Linked DNA regions of Mus musculus: region 2 is linked to region 1. A link is a contact called in public Hi-C data. All regions are on one chromosome and are shown on one strand. Each heading gives the region's core, a stretch centred on a gene start, on an enhancer-like site or on the middle of the called end of the contact. The rest is flanking DNA. Distances are from core to core; before and after follow the strand shown.

The links. Hi-C and Micro-C count contacts between places; a contact is called where the count stands out from the background.
Region 2: a Hi-C map of muscle stem cells shows a contact between it and region 1, with 1.8 times the contacts expected there. The contact joins two enhancer-like sites. A contact is called at or near these places in 1 of 484 Hi-C or Micro-C datasets (muscle stem cells), 2 of 115 datasets of contacts at active chromatin or transcription factors (embryonic stem cells and large pre-B cells) and 1 of 9 other capture datasets (embryonic stem cells).

Annotation. Positions count from the first base shown.
Region 1 is chr14:62,257,113-62,263,042 of GRCm38.p6, forward strand. No RefSeq gene overlaps it. Among named protein-coding and RNA genes, the nearest start is that of Dleu7, 33 kb to the right of the region's middle. Within about 2 kb of position 2,194, at least 22 of the 459 cell types and tissues checked have an H3K27ac peak or open chromatin away from gene starts, as enhancers often do. A contact at or near this core is called in muscle stem cells, where this site is marked.
Region 2 is chr14:62,385,034-62,391,174 of GRCm38.p6, forward strand. All of the region lies in intron 2 of Gm46457 (a long non-coding RNA gene), which reads left to right. It also overlaps a transcript of Gucy1b2 not described here. Among named protein-coding and RNA genes, the nearest start is that of Gm46457, 8.9 kb to the left of the region's middle. Within about 2 kb of position 4,603, at least 91 of the 459 cell types and tissues checked have an H3K27ac peak or open chromatin away from gene starts, as enhancers often do. A contact at or near this core is called in muscle stem cells, where this site is marked.

The DNA of each region.
Region 1 (5,930 bases), core at 944-3,443:
TCCAATCCCCTGACACTAGGTAGTAGGAGAGAGAGAAGGTGAGAGAAGAAAGGGGACATTGGAATTCTTAAACCACTTCCTGTTGTTTAGGGGTGTTGAGGTCCTTGGTGCAGGTCCAATCTTCATCATCATCATCATCATCATCATCATCTGGATATCTTCAACCAGCAACCAGGAATCCACTAAACAGCAAAAGCAGCAGCAGGAAGTAGCAGGAACTGCCGGGAGCAGCAGCCACCACAGTCCCTAGGGGCTCTGGCGTTTTATACCCACTTAAGAGTCCCCAGAATTCCAAACATAAACTGTCTTCAGCTAGCAGAATCACGCCCAGGCTACAGCATGTAAGAAATCAGAGTTAGCTTCTGTGCATGATCTGAAGCAGCCTCATATCCATACCTGGGATTAAAACAGAAACACATTCACATAACATTTCTATGTTTAAAGAAACCAAAATTCGCCGGGTGTGGTGGCACACGCCTTTAATCCCAGCACTTGGGAGGCAGAGGCAGGCAAATTTCTGAGTTCGAGGCCAGCCTGGTCTACAGAGTGAGTTCCAGGACAGCCAGAACTATACAGAGAAACCCTGTCTCGAAAAACCAAAAAAACCAAACCAAACCAAACAAACAAACAAGAAACCAAAATTCTCACTACAGATATTCTTGCTCAATTTTTGTAACACAATCAGTGCTTTAATTTTTTCTTCATTTTTAACAGAAAAAAATAAATCAATAGAGCCAGACATAGGATGCCAAGCTGTGACCCCAAGCAGTTAGGAGACTGAGGCAGGAGGACTGTAAATCTGAGGCCAGCTGAAGCTATGTAGTGAGATGCTGTCAAACGATAAATAATAACTACGACAAAAATAGGACCTGTGAAAATGAAGATGGAGAAGTCACAAAGAAAATCCTGTGTACTATCCTGGGTAACATGTTAAATTAAAGGGCAGTTTAGAGATACATGCCTTTAATCCCACCAGTGAGAAAACTGAAGCAGTAGGATTGCTATGACTTCAAGGTAGCCTGAACCATATAGCAATACTGTGCCCCAACCCACACACACACAATTGATTAAAAAGCACCACAGAAAAAATATTATGTTAAGGACATTTCTTAAAGTGGGACTAATTCCCAGACTCTCTGTCAATTCTGCACGTCTGGAACTTGTCTGATTACTTGACTACTCTGAGTATGGTAATGATGATAGCAGTTTGATGGACAGTCGGATGATAAAGCTCGGCCAGTCTTCCTCGCCAGCTCCTTGTCCCTGGAAAGTATTAATCAGTGAAGTTTTTGCCTTGGAGCAGACATGTTGAAAGGAAACCCTGAGAACGTCATTTCCCAGCTTGAGGAAGAGCGAACTTCACTCAATCTATTCCAGAAAGCATGGGCACCTGGGAACTGAACATTTCTTTCCATCAGAGCCCAATAATGATCTCGTTAGGAGTGCTGCGTGCACTGGGGGTGATAAACCAAGCTGTGGTCTAAACTACTGCATAATTTTCACTCTACTTCACACTGGACACAATGACCTCATCTGTCAAACTATCAACTGACTGATTAAATGAAGTAAGAAAATAATCCTAGCTGGTCTCAGATAGTGAGAGTTCAGCTGCCCAAGGGATTGAGGTTTCCTGCGAGTTTGATCTAGACATCAGTTGGCCAGCCTGCACTCCATCTTCAGTCTGCCCAGGAAAGGCCACTCAGGCCAAGGGAGAATTCTCCACAGAGCCTTTAACCCAAAATGGAGAAACTTAGCCCAAATCATTTTTCTCACTTCGGGGTAGATCCTGGGGCAGTCTGACCTGAAAGCTCCCCGCCACCCACCCAGATGCCAGCTGAGAGCTCTCCCCAAGGGTATTTAAAGCCTAGGTGTACAAGGACAGAAAGTCTATGTTCAGTGAGAAAAAAAAAATCAGGCAAATAAAGTTTGCTTAGAAGAAAACAAAAAGTGCAGTAACTTTTCAGGAAAAAAACCTGCCAACGGCCTTGAGAGCTTCTTGTGACAGGATGTTCTACTGGGTGACCCTCTAAGCTGACAGCTGCAGAACAGATCTGTGACACCAGCAGCTGCCTCAGGACGGGGGCAGCAGTTGACCCCCCGCTTGCTGGTTTTATTATCTTGAGTTCCAGGAGAGCCTCTCTGCAGCTGGCTGCTGGGGAAGAGAAGTGGCTGGTGATCCTCCACCAGCTCATCCTCTCACTTTCTGGAAGCTCCCCTTGGAAATGGAGGCCTCACTCCCTGGAGAACATGCTGTTGTGTGGTGCCAGACTCTGCCCCAGACACTCTCCAGCTGGGTCTACAGACTCTCGTTCTCGTCTTCCGGCAGTGAGCTCCGCCGTCACGCTTCACAAGAAGCTAACACTGGTTCTGACATCGATCCAGAGTTCTGAGCTCTTACAGAACAGCCAGTTCAGTAAAGCACAACACTTCTTACAACCAACTATTGCCTTTGCCTGCTAAAAGAAGGGAACATTATGACAACAGAAAAAAAAAAAAAGTCAGGAAATGTAAGCACACGTGTCTTAGAAAGAAAGTGGTGGAGCCTTCTCAGTGTAGTTAGATCTCAGGGACAACTGTTCTGTGTCCCCAGCCCTTGTGGTCCAGAAGGCAGAAGACTACATCAGGATGCAGCCCCATCCACCCACTGCATTAGGGGAAAATCCACAGAGCTCTTCTTGCACCAGGGGCTGTTGGGGGCATTCCATTGCTTGCTGTGCATACAATCTGTCACCACCCATAGCTCAGTGGTGTGTGGTTTGAAGGAACCTTAGATTGGATTCAACTGTTGGGAAGTTTTTGGTATATTTAAAAGTTTTACAAATTTTATATTAAGTACCCCTAAGAAGCCCATCTCTTTACAGCCCCATGGAAAAGAGTTTAATGATGTTTGCCTTTCAATGACCCCAAAAGTCTATAAATAGTGTGACTGAGAAAGGATTTTGAACATTCTAAAATAACAGGGGTCAGAGGAAGCCTTGAGATGAATAGGCTTCATGCAGGAAGGTGTGTGTGTGTGTGTGTGTGTGTGTGGAGTGGTATGTATGTGTGTAGTGGGTATGTATGTGTGTAGTATACTATGATGTACATGTAGTACATAGTGTGTGCATGCAGTGTGTGTTATGTTTGTGTGTTTGTTGTATATGTTGTATGTGGTATATTTGTATATTGTGCATATGAAGTGTGTGTGTGTATTTTTGTGTATGTGTGTGCACATTAAAGCATGTAAGTACCTATACACATGTATATGTGGTACCTATGTTTTTACATGTATAACTGGTGTGTGTGTAGTGTGGTATATGTGTATATATGTTTGTGTGCACAGTACGTTATGTGTGTGAATTTGTATGTGCTATGTTTGTGTTTTGTGCATATGAAGAGTGTGTATTTGTGTGCACATTAGTGTGCCTACATGCATGTGTGTATGTGGTACATGTGTTTTTACATGTATAAGTGTGTGTGTGTGTGTGTGTGTGTGTGTGTGTGTGGTGTGAGCTGGAAGGAGCACAAGGGTAAGTCCTGCTTTTGTTAGGTCTCTCAAACTTCATTTAGTTTCTCTGACCTGAGTAGAGGAGCTCTGTACTTCAGGACTTTCATCAAAGACATCAGCAGGAAAGGTGAACCCAAACTGAAAAAGCTTAGACAGAAACTGGATGTTAAGAACTCAGCCTGCAAAGTACCAGGGGAAAGAGGAAGAGGGCATGGAGAAGAGGCCAAGCCCATCTACTTGGAACAAGCCCTCTGGCCGGCCCACAGACCACACACTCTCCTGAGTAGAGCCACATATGTGCTCTCCTGTAGGCAGAATTCCTATCTGCTTAACAGAAATGCTTACAATTGGCTGGGATCTCCAAAGAACTGTGAGGGTTGGCATGTCTGAGGGAAGTCTCTTCACTTAAGTGTTCCCATCATGGACACCTGTGTTTGGCTAGGGTGCCTTGTCAGGGCCACGTGGCTCTGGATGCTGAGCTGAATGTGTGGAGAGACACCTCCTATAATTGTTTTAAGGTCACAGAAGGAGGTGACTGAAAAGGGATTGATGAAAATGGGGCTGGCACCAGTTGAAAGATGACTACAGCATTCACTTCTGACTTCAGCAGCAGAGCCCTCTTTAAATGGAAATGCTAAGTGAAAATCATTTAAATGATAAGCTTGGTGGCCTGATCGCAGGAGAGAATGATCACTGGAGCTGAATTTAAAAATGTATGTATTTCTTATTAATTACATCTAATTTCTCTCTAAGGTTAGACTGAAACAGAACCTCTAGGAGCTTTCTTCTCATTACTTACTTTCTTTAACATGAACATCGAAAGGGTTTTTTTTTTTAACTTTTAAGTAAATATTTTTAATTTAACCTAATTTAATAATGTATTTAATAATTAAATAATTAATAAATTACAATAAAATTAATATAATTTAAGTAAGTAAAAAAAAATTTTTTAAGTTAGAAATTACTTATATTAAAAAGCCTAGATTCCATGGTGGGCGCCATCTTCAGCTCCAGATAGCCGGCCACCTTCCTGGTGAGAGCACGGGGGTCTGCCAGGCCTGAGAGGTTTGTGGCACAGGCGCCGGCGGGAGCCTTCTTGGCTCCGGGACTCCGCGGAGCACGGGTGACCGTGTGGAATACAGAGTGCCAGCCGTTTCTGGGACGGGCGAGAGTCGCAGAGCTTCTGGGCGGCGCCATCTTCAGCTCCAGACAGCCGGCCACCTTCCTGGTGAGAGCATGGGGGTCTGCCCGGCCTGAGAGGTTTGTGGCACAGGCGCCGGCGGGAGCCTTCTTGGCTCCGGGACTCCGCGGAGGGCAGGCTGCACGGGTGACCGTGTGGAATACAGAGTGCCAGCCGTTTCTGGGACGGGCGAGAGTCGCAGAGCTTCTGGGCGGCGCCATCTTCAGCTCCAGACAACCAGCCACCTTCCCGGCAAGAGCCACAGAGCTTCTGAGGCAGTGCCATCCTCAGCTCCAGACGGCCGGCCTCCTTCCGGACAAGAGCCACAGAGCTTCTCAGGCGGCGACATCTTCGACTCCAGACAACTGGCCACCTTCCTGGCCAAAGCAACACAGCTTCTGGGAAAGATCCTGTTTTGGGCCTTCACCTTCAGCCAGGAGGAGGTCCAAACACCAGATAACTGTACACCTTCCCTGAAAGAGGAGAGCTTGCCTACAGAGACTGCTCTGACCACTGAAACTCAGAGAAGAGAGCTTGTCTCCCACGCCTGCTGATAGAGGGTAACAAAATCAACAGAGGAACAATCTCTTAACAAAGACAACTATAACAACTAACTCCAGAGATTGCCAGATGGCGAAAGGTAAACGTAAGAATCCTACTAACAGAAGCCAGGACCACTCACCATCATCAGAACCCAGAACGCCCACTTCGCCCAATCCAGGACACCCTAACACACCTGAAAAGGTAGACCTGGATTTAAAAGCATATCTCATGATGATGGTAGAGGACATAAAGAAGGAATTCAATAACTCACTTAAAGAAATACAGGAGAACACTGCTAAAGAGTTACAAGTCCTTAAAGAAAAACAGGAAAACACTGCTAAAGAGTTACAAGTCCTTAAAGAAAAACAGGAAAACACAACCAAACAGGTAGAAGTCCTTATAGAAAAACAGGAAAACACATCCAAACAGGTGATGGAAATGAACAAAACCATACTAGACCTAAAAAGGGAAGTAGACACAATAAAGAAAACCCAAAGTGAGGCGACGCTGGAGATAGAAACCCTAGGAAAGAAATCTGGAACCATAGATGCCAGCATCAGCAACAGAATACAAGAGATGGAAGAGAGAATCTCAGGTGCAGAAGACTCCATAGAGAACATCGGCACAACAATCAAAGAAAATGGAAAATGCAAAAAGATCCTAACTCAAAACATCCAGGAAATCCAGGACACAATGAGAAGACCAAACCTACGGATAATA
Region 2 (6,141 bases), core at 3,353-5,852, 130 kb after region 1:
ACTTGAGAGGCTGCCATGGATTTCAGCTGGAATGAACCTACACACTTATGTATGCTGACCAATGAATGAGTCTACACGAGAGAGGCCAGGGTTTTCATTCTTGTTCCGCCATCTTGAATAGGTTTTTTGTTTTTGTTTTTGTTTTCTGTGAGGAACTGATAGTGTTTTCATCTCCCAGGGATACTGGGACATATAAAGTTCACTCTTAGCACACAGCCAAGCATCTATCATTTTCCAAGGCTATTAATTCTCTGTCTATCTCAAGGCCCCCAGCTTTTCCCAAAGCCAAGTACTACAAGCCAAAATCCCACCATCCCTGATTCATTTCTATGAGCTCAGTCCTGAGTTGTCTTGTGCAAATTCTTTGTTAAGGATTCTGTGGGCAAACTCCTCCATGGTGGGAGCGGGCAGGGAATCCCACAAAAAACAAACCTTAAGACTCGCACCAATGACAAATGAGACAATACCTTGGACACTTCAAACATCCTGCAATGCCTCACTGTGACCACACACTTTAAAAACGATCTCCCTTTAGCTCTCTAGAAACCCCTATGAAAAGTCTGAAATCTTTACGTCCTTGATTCTTATGTACACACAGAGGTAAAAAGTACCCAGCAGACAGTGTGCCCATCTCACTTACTGTTAGAAAATGCTTTCTCTTGCCTCCAAAAAAGTCTTTACTTTTTTCTTCCTTGAAATGACCCAATATAATAGGACTTAAAAAATTTTTTTATTTCATTTTCAACAAGTCTGGAAAATAAAATCACAAGATCGATTGAGTTTATCTTAAACTAAATATTCATAGTCACAACCCTGCCTAGCAACAGGCATCTCCTTTATGAGCCAGGGTTTTGAAAGGGAGTTTTAGCTGTATTTCCCCAAGACCAATGAGAAGATGCCACCAGGATATTTGAAATGCAAAAAGTGAAAAACTAAAAATTCACACGAGAAAATAAGGATGAATCTTCAGGGAAAAAGTTTAAAACAAGAATGACTAAAATTATCTTTGCAATCCCAGGTAGTGAAATTCACTATTTTGGTTACAAAGTTTAAGAGCATGGTGTTGATATCCACTGGCGTCCACTGAAAGAGAAAATCAATTTTCTTCTGCAGAGTGTCATTGAATACCAACCACATTCTAGAGAAGGTCCCATGTCCATACAAAATGGACTCCATATTTTTGTGTGTCTAGTTTGGTTGGTTGGTTTTGTTTGTGTGTGTGTGTGTGTGTGTGTGTGGTTTTTTTTTTTTTTTTTTTTTTTTGAAGGTTGGGGATATTTTTCTTCCTGGTTTTATGTTTTAGTTTGATTTTCAGTTTCAGTGTGTGTTTGCGTGCGCGCGCTCGTGTGTGGACACAGAGGACTTTTGGAAACTGGTTCCCCCCTTCTACTATGTTGGCCCTGGAAATCAAACTCAGGTTATCAGACTTGACACCCAGGGCCTTTACCTGCTGACCTAAGTCACCAACCTTCATAATAACCCTAATAGTAACCCTAATAAAATAAACACATAACATACAAGGAAGTGGATGGCTTGAACAGAGGAAAAAAATAATTCCAAGTCATAATGTATTTTTCCTCTCATAGTGATCCCAGTTCCAGGGATCTATTGACCCATCACAGTATGTAGTGGCAAAAGTTTATTCATATAAACTGCTTGAAGTTATTATGCAAGACTGCAGTCTACAGAGTTCATTAATGAGGAGCTAAATCCTGATGTGTCAGAAAAATGTCTTCAAGTTGTCTAAATTATATCATTTGCTACCTTAAATTCAGTGGCTAGAACCACAGTGCATAATTCTCTTCTCGCTCTGTAGGCTGATTAGGCTTAGCTGGGAGTTCCCAGGTAGAATTTATGTGTGGTTATAACCATGTTGGCTGGGCTAGAGTCCTCTGGAGGCTCTCCCCCTTTGTTTCTGAGTATTTCATGTTGGCCCCACTACAAAAGTAGCTAGAAACTGGCTAGGGGTCTCTCACCATGAGTTCTCTAACCTTGTACTTCTAGATGGTTAGACTTTGTGTGTTGGGTGTGTGGAAGGGGATGTTACACATGTGGATGTGTGGTCGATGTACATGTGTGTGGGGCCATAGGCCAGAGGAGGGTGTTGGGTGCTCTAATGAGTCATTCTCCACCTGGAGCTAGGCTGGGAGGTAAATCAGAAGAAGGTGGAAGGAACACAAAAAAACCAGCTAGAATGCCACAATAATAGCCCTAAGGATACAGTAGTGGCACACACACCTTGGTTGTAACCAACAACTCTCTAAGTTGGATTTAAGACCCACTCAACAGGAGGGAAGCCATGCCTGGTAGTGGTAACCTAGCTAACTACTCAGTGCTAGCGAAATCTTGGTTCTTGGAGGAAACTCTACAACCACTAATTTACTAAACCAGCATGATTCAAAACAACAATCTATAGACATATGTATACTTACAGGTAAGTTAGTGTTGCTATACTCCTTATCAGGGACATTTCTCTTTGCAACAGATGGAGCCCACTAAAAAACCCCATAAATCAGAATTCTGGAGCCAAATCGCAAAGGATGCATCTATAAAACACTCCCCACCTACAGCTCAGGGAACACTGCAGAAGCTGGGGTGGAAAGACTGTAAGAGCCAGAGGAACAGGGAGTTTTCTGTGAGACTGTGTTTCCTAGTAACATAAGAAGCCACACCCATAAAGTCTTACCAACATACCTGCCCAAATGAGAGCCCAACAAGTTATAGTATATAGGGGCATCATCCCTGAGGCCTAGTAAGACACTAAGAATATTTTAAAACAGGTGATGCTGGCATCGTACAATAATGCCTTGAGATGGGCACATTCAGTCGAGATGGGAAAGGTACACGTGCAGTGTCCAGCTTCCCATCACTAATGACACTGACAATGGTGAGGCTCTGAATGGCCTCCACTGTCTCTCTACTTAGCACAGAGGAAAACACATGAGGACGGGGAGATTATGACTGCATACTGTTTATTTACCACTTGCAAATCTGTTTTGTTCCTAATGTGTCCAGTTTTGGTAGATTTATACAATGTCTCTAAAACAGGGCTTCACAGTCTTTCAAAATTGGCATTTGTAGCTTTGCAAAGGGAGTAAGAGCCCTGCGTAAACCTGCTTAATTTGTTTATCATATGCTGAGTTTAAAAATTACTTTTGGGATAGAGTGGGGGGTGAATATGACCAAGACATATTTTATACATGTATGAAATTCTCAAAGGATAAATACAAATATTGTATTTTTAGAATCATTTTTTCTGAGAGTTACAGAATCCCCTATATTTTTCTGTTCTAAACTGCCACAGCTGTGCATAATCTAAAACCACAGCTCAGGGATCTGGGGGAGACTCCAGGGTCTGCTGGAGTCAAAGGGTCAAAAAACCTCTAAGTATTTGCTCCACAGCCAACAGGAGCCCTGACTAGACCTGGGGACACCGTAGCCTGTGGTAAACTATAAATGTATGCTGGAACACTTAAAGCTGGGACTTCATGTTTCAGTCTCTTTTAATAGCTGGACGTCTCCAGTGAAAAATCACACTGTAACTTTTCTTTAGGTCTCTCCTGTTCTGTTCTTGACAGCACATATCTGACTGGAGCTGCTGTGTCAGGAGTACAGTCTCTGCTTCCAACACAGAGACGGCTCTAGCCAATGGCTGAGAGCTAAGATCAGAGTTGGGGTAGGGTGGGTCTGAAGGCCAAGTCCTAGGTCTGTACCTCAGTTTCCTGTCTGCGCAGTGTGGCTAAAAACCATACCTGTGTAATGCTCAAAGGACTTCAGCTGGGTACCACAATGGTCCTGCTATATATGTGAACCCAAGTTCCTGGGTAGATGCTGATGGCTTAGATAGGCCACTAAGATCTAAGAGAGTGCCATCATTAGACCCCACTGAATGCAGACATGGAACTGCTGTCATTTCCTCCTCACCTCACATCAAGTTGAACCCCTGAGGGGAAAGAATTCAGAATCCTCTGAAAATTTTCGGACTGCACCATGCAGAAACTCAGAGCAGTTTCTCTTTGGGAGACAGAGTCTCTCAAGCCACCTTTAAAGAATGATTCAGCCAGTTGGTTGACATATCATTATCACATTTTGAAGTTAACACAGCCCCAGAGTCTATGAATGCTCACCCCACAGTTAATTATTCTTGAGTTTTTCTGTGCTCTCAAAACATATTCTACTTATGTAATGATCCCTCGGGGGAGCACCAGGTGCCTTTGTCCCACAGACAGGGCCAGCTGTGTAAAACCTCTGCATCTGTCAGGTTTCTCTATGTGGCACATAATTGCCTGATTTCCATCTGAAAGTGCAGCACTGACATTAAAGCCACATAGAACCCACCATTGATAACAATGGCTTCCCGACACCTAGAAGAAGCATGGGGGGTGGGGGGGCAAATAAACATGCTCCCCAAATGAGCGCTTGCCTTCACAGGGGCTGGGTCTGAATGTACAGCTGCAGATGAAGAGAACAAACCAAGAGGAATAAAGGAAATGAAAGCTACAGATTAGCATTCGGCTGTCTCAGCCAGATGGTCTTCTGGGGAGAGCGGTCCTCCGCTTGCTTTCTTCAGTCTCCAGGCTAGCACACAGCACCCACTCTCTGCAGGGGCAGCAGTGATCTCACCCCTCAGCCAGGCAACCCAGTGAATCACTCACTCTTTCTTTCTCACACAACTGTGAGCCAATGAAAACTTGAAAGTGAAAGAAAGACTAAGAAGGGATTGGGGGGTGGGGGGGCGGGGAAGCCAGGCATCTGTGATGAATGAAAAAGTCTTAGCCTAGGAGAGGGCTAAGATACCAAGACTGAGGGAAGTGTCGGGAAGCATCAGCTAAGGAAGAAGAGAGCCACTGAAAGAGAAAGCTGTAGACACCCCTCCTCCTCAGCGCCCAGAAGCATTGCCTCCAGCATCCAGGATTGCCATGGTATTCAGGACCTTGGGGTCCTGGCTTTTACAAGCTTGGGCTTGAGGTCTGTGCTCCCAAGGTAAAGAAAGCAGTGGCCTCTTCTCAACTTATTTAGAAACTGTCGCCTCCCTCCATGGCTAGACGCCAATGAGTCTGCCAGTCATTGGTCTGAGGACCAGCCATCTGCCACCATCTGGATAGACCGTGCCTGGGCCAGGTGCCCTGAAATGGAAGAAGCTAGGTGGGGCAGAGGCAAGGGAGGGGGAGGGGCAGGAGCAAGGCAGGGTTATGGGGTAAACTGAGCCTGCAAAGCTGTAGTTGTAGAGGGCAGTTCCCTGGAATGCTCTACTCTGAAAAGGGCTCTACCGACAGTCACCACCAAGCCAAGTGTTCACTGCTCATGAGCAAGCCTCGTATTTGAGTGGCAGCCCAGGTCTGCTGCTGGCCATGAGACAGACCACCAGATGGTGTGTGCCAGGGCATAGATGTTCTATGAGCTAATCGATCCAGTAGGAGTTAATACATCTAACTTGGGTCCAAGGGCCTCAATTCACAGAAGATTCCAGAACAAGTGAAGGTGCATTTTGAGGTTTTAGAGGCCCTGTGAGCAAGCACTTTAGCAGCTCGCCAAACTTCCCAAGTGTGGTGGTTTGGATGAGAATGGTCAACCTTCCCCACTGTGATGGACTCTGAGCTCTCTGGAACTGTAAGCACAAATAAAACCTTCCTTCTATGAGTTGCCTCATAGAAGTAACAGAAGTAGCATAAGTAACATAGCAATAGAAAAGTAACAAACACTTCCGAATACCAGGAGATTGTCTGTAGCAGTGTTTAATAGAATAAATGTCAGCTGCAGGGTGGTACCTATCACAGGATTGTCTTTCTTTTACAGCTGGAAATGATTATTTAAATCAAAATAAATGTGGAACAAAAATTGTCCTTGTTTTTGGCCTGGACTATGGTACCTGTCGCACAATTCTGACAGTTCTAAATATAATGTTCAATGAAGTAGCATATTGTACTGTGACCCCAGCCAAACAAGCTTGCAACAAAATAATCCAAGATCCCGGGCTCTGGTGTTTCTCCTTCCAAACTTAACTGAAAAGGCTTCCCACCAAATGACCAATTTGGTCTTGGTCTCCCAGGTAATGCCACGTCCTCAGAGTGGTCGTTCTAGCTAGGGCTTTCACTCAAGACATGGCTAGAGAGTTTCAAAGGAAAGTAGATGGAGACAGCA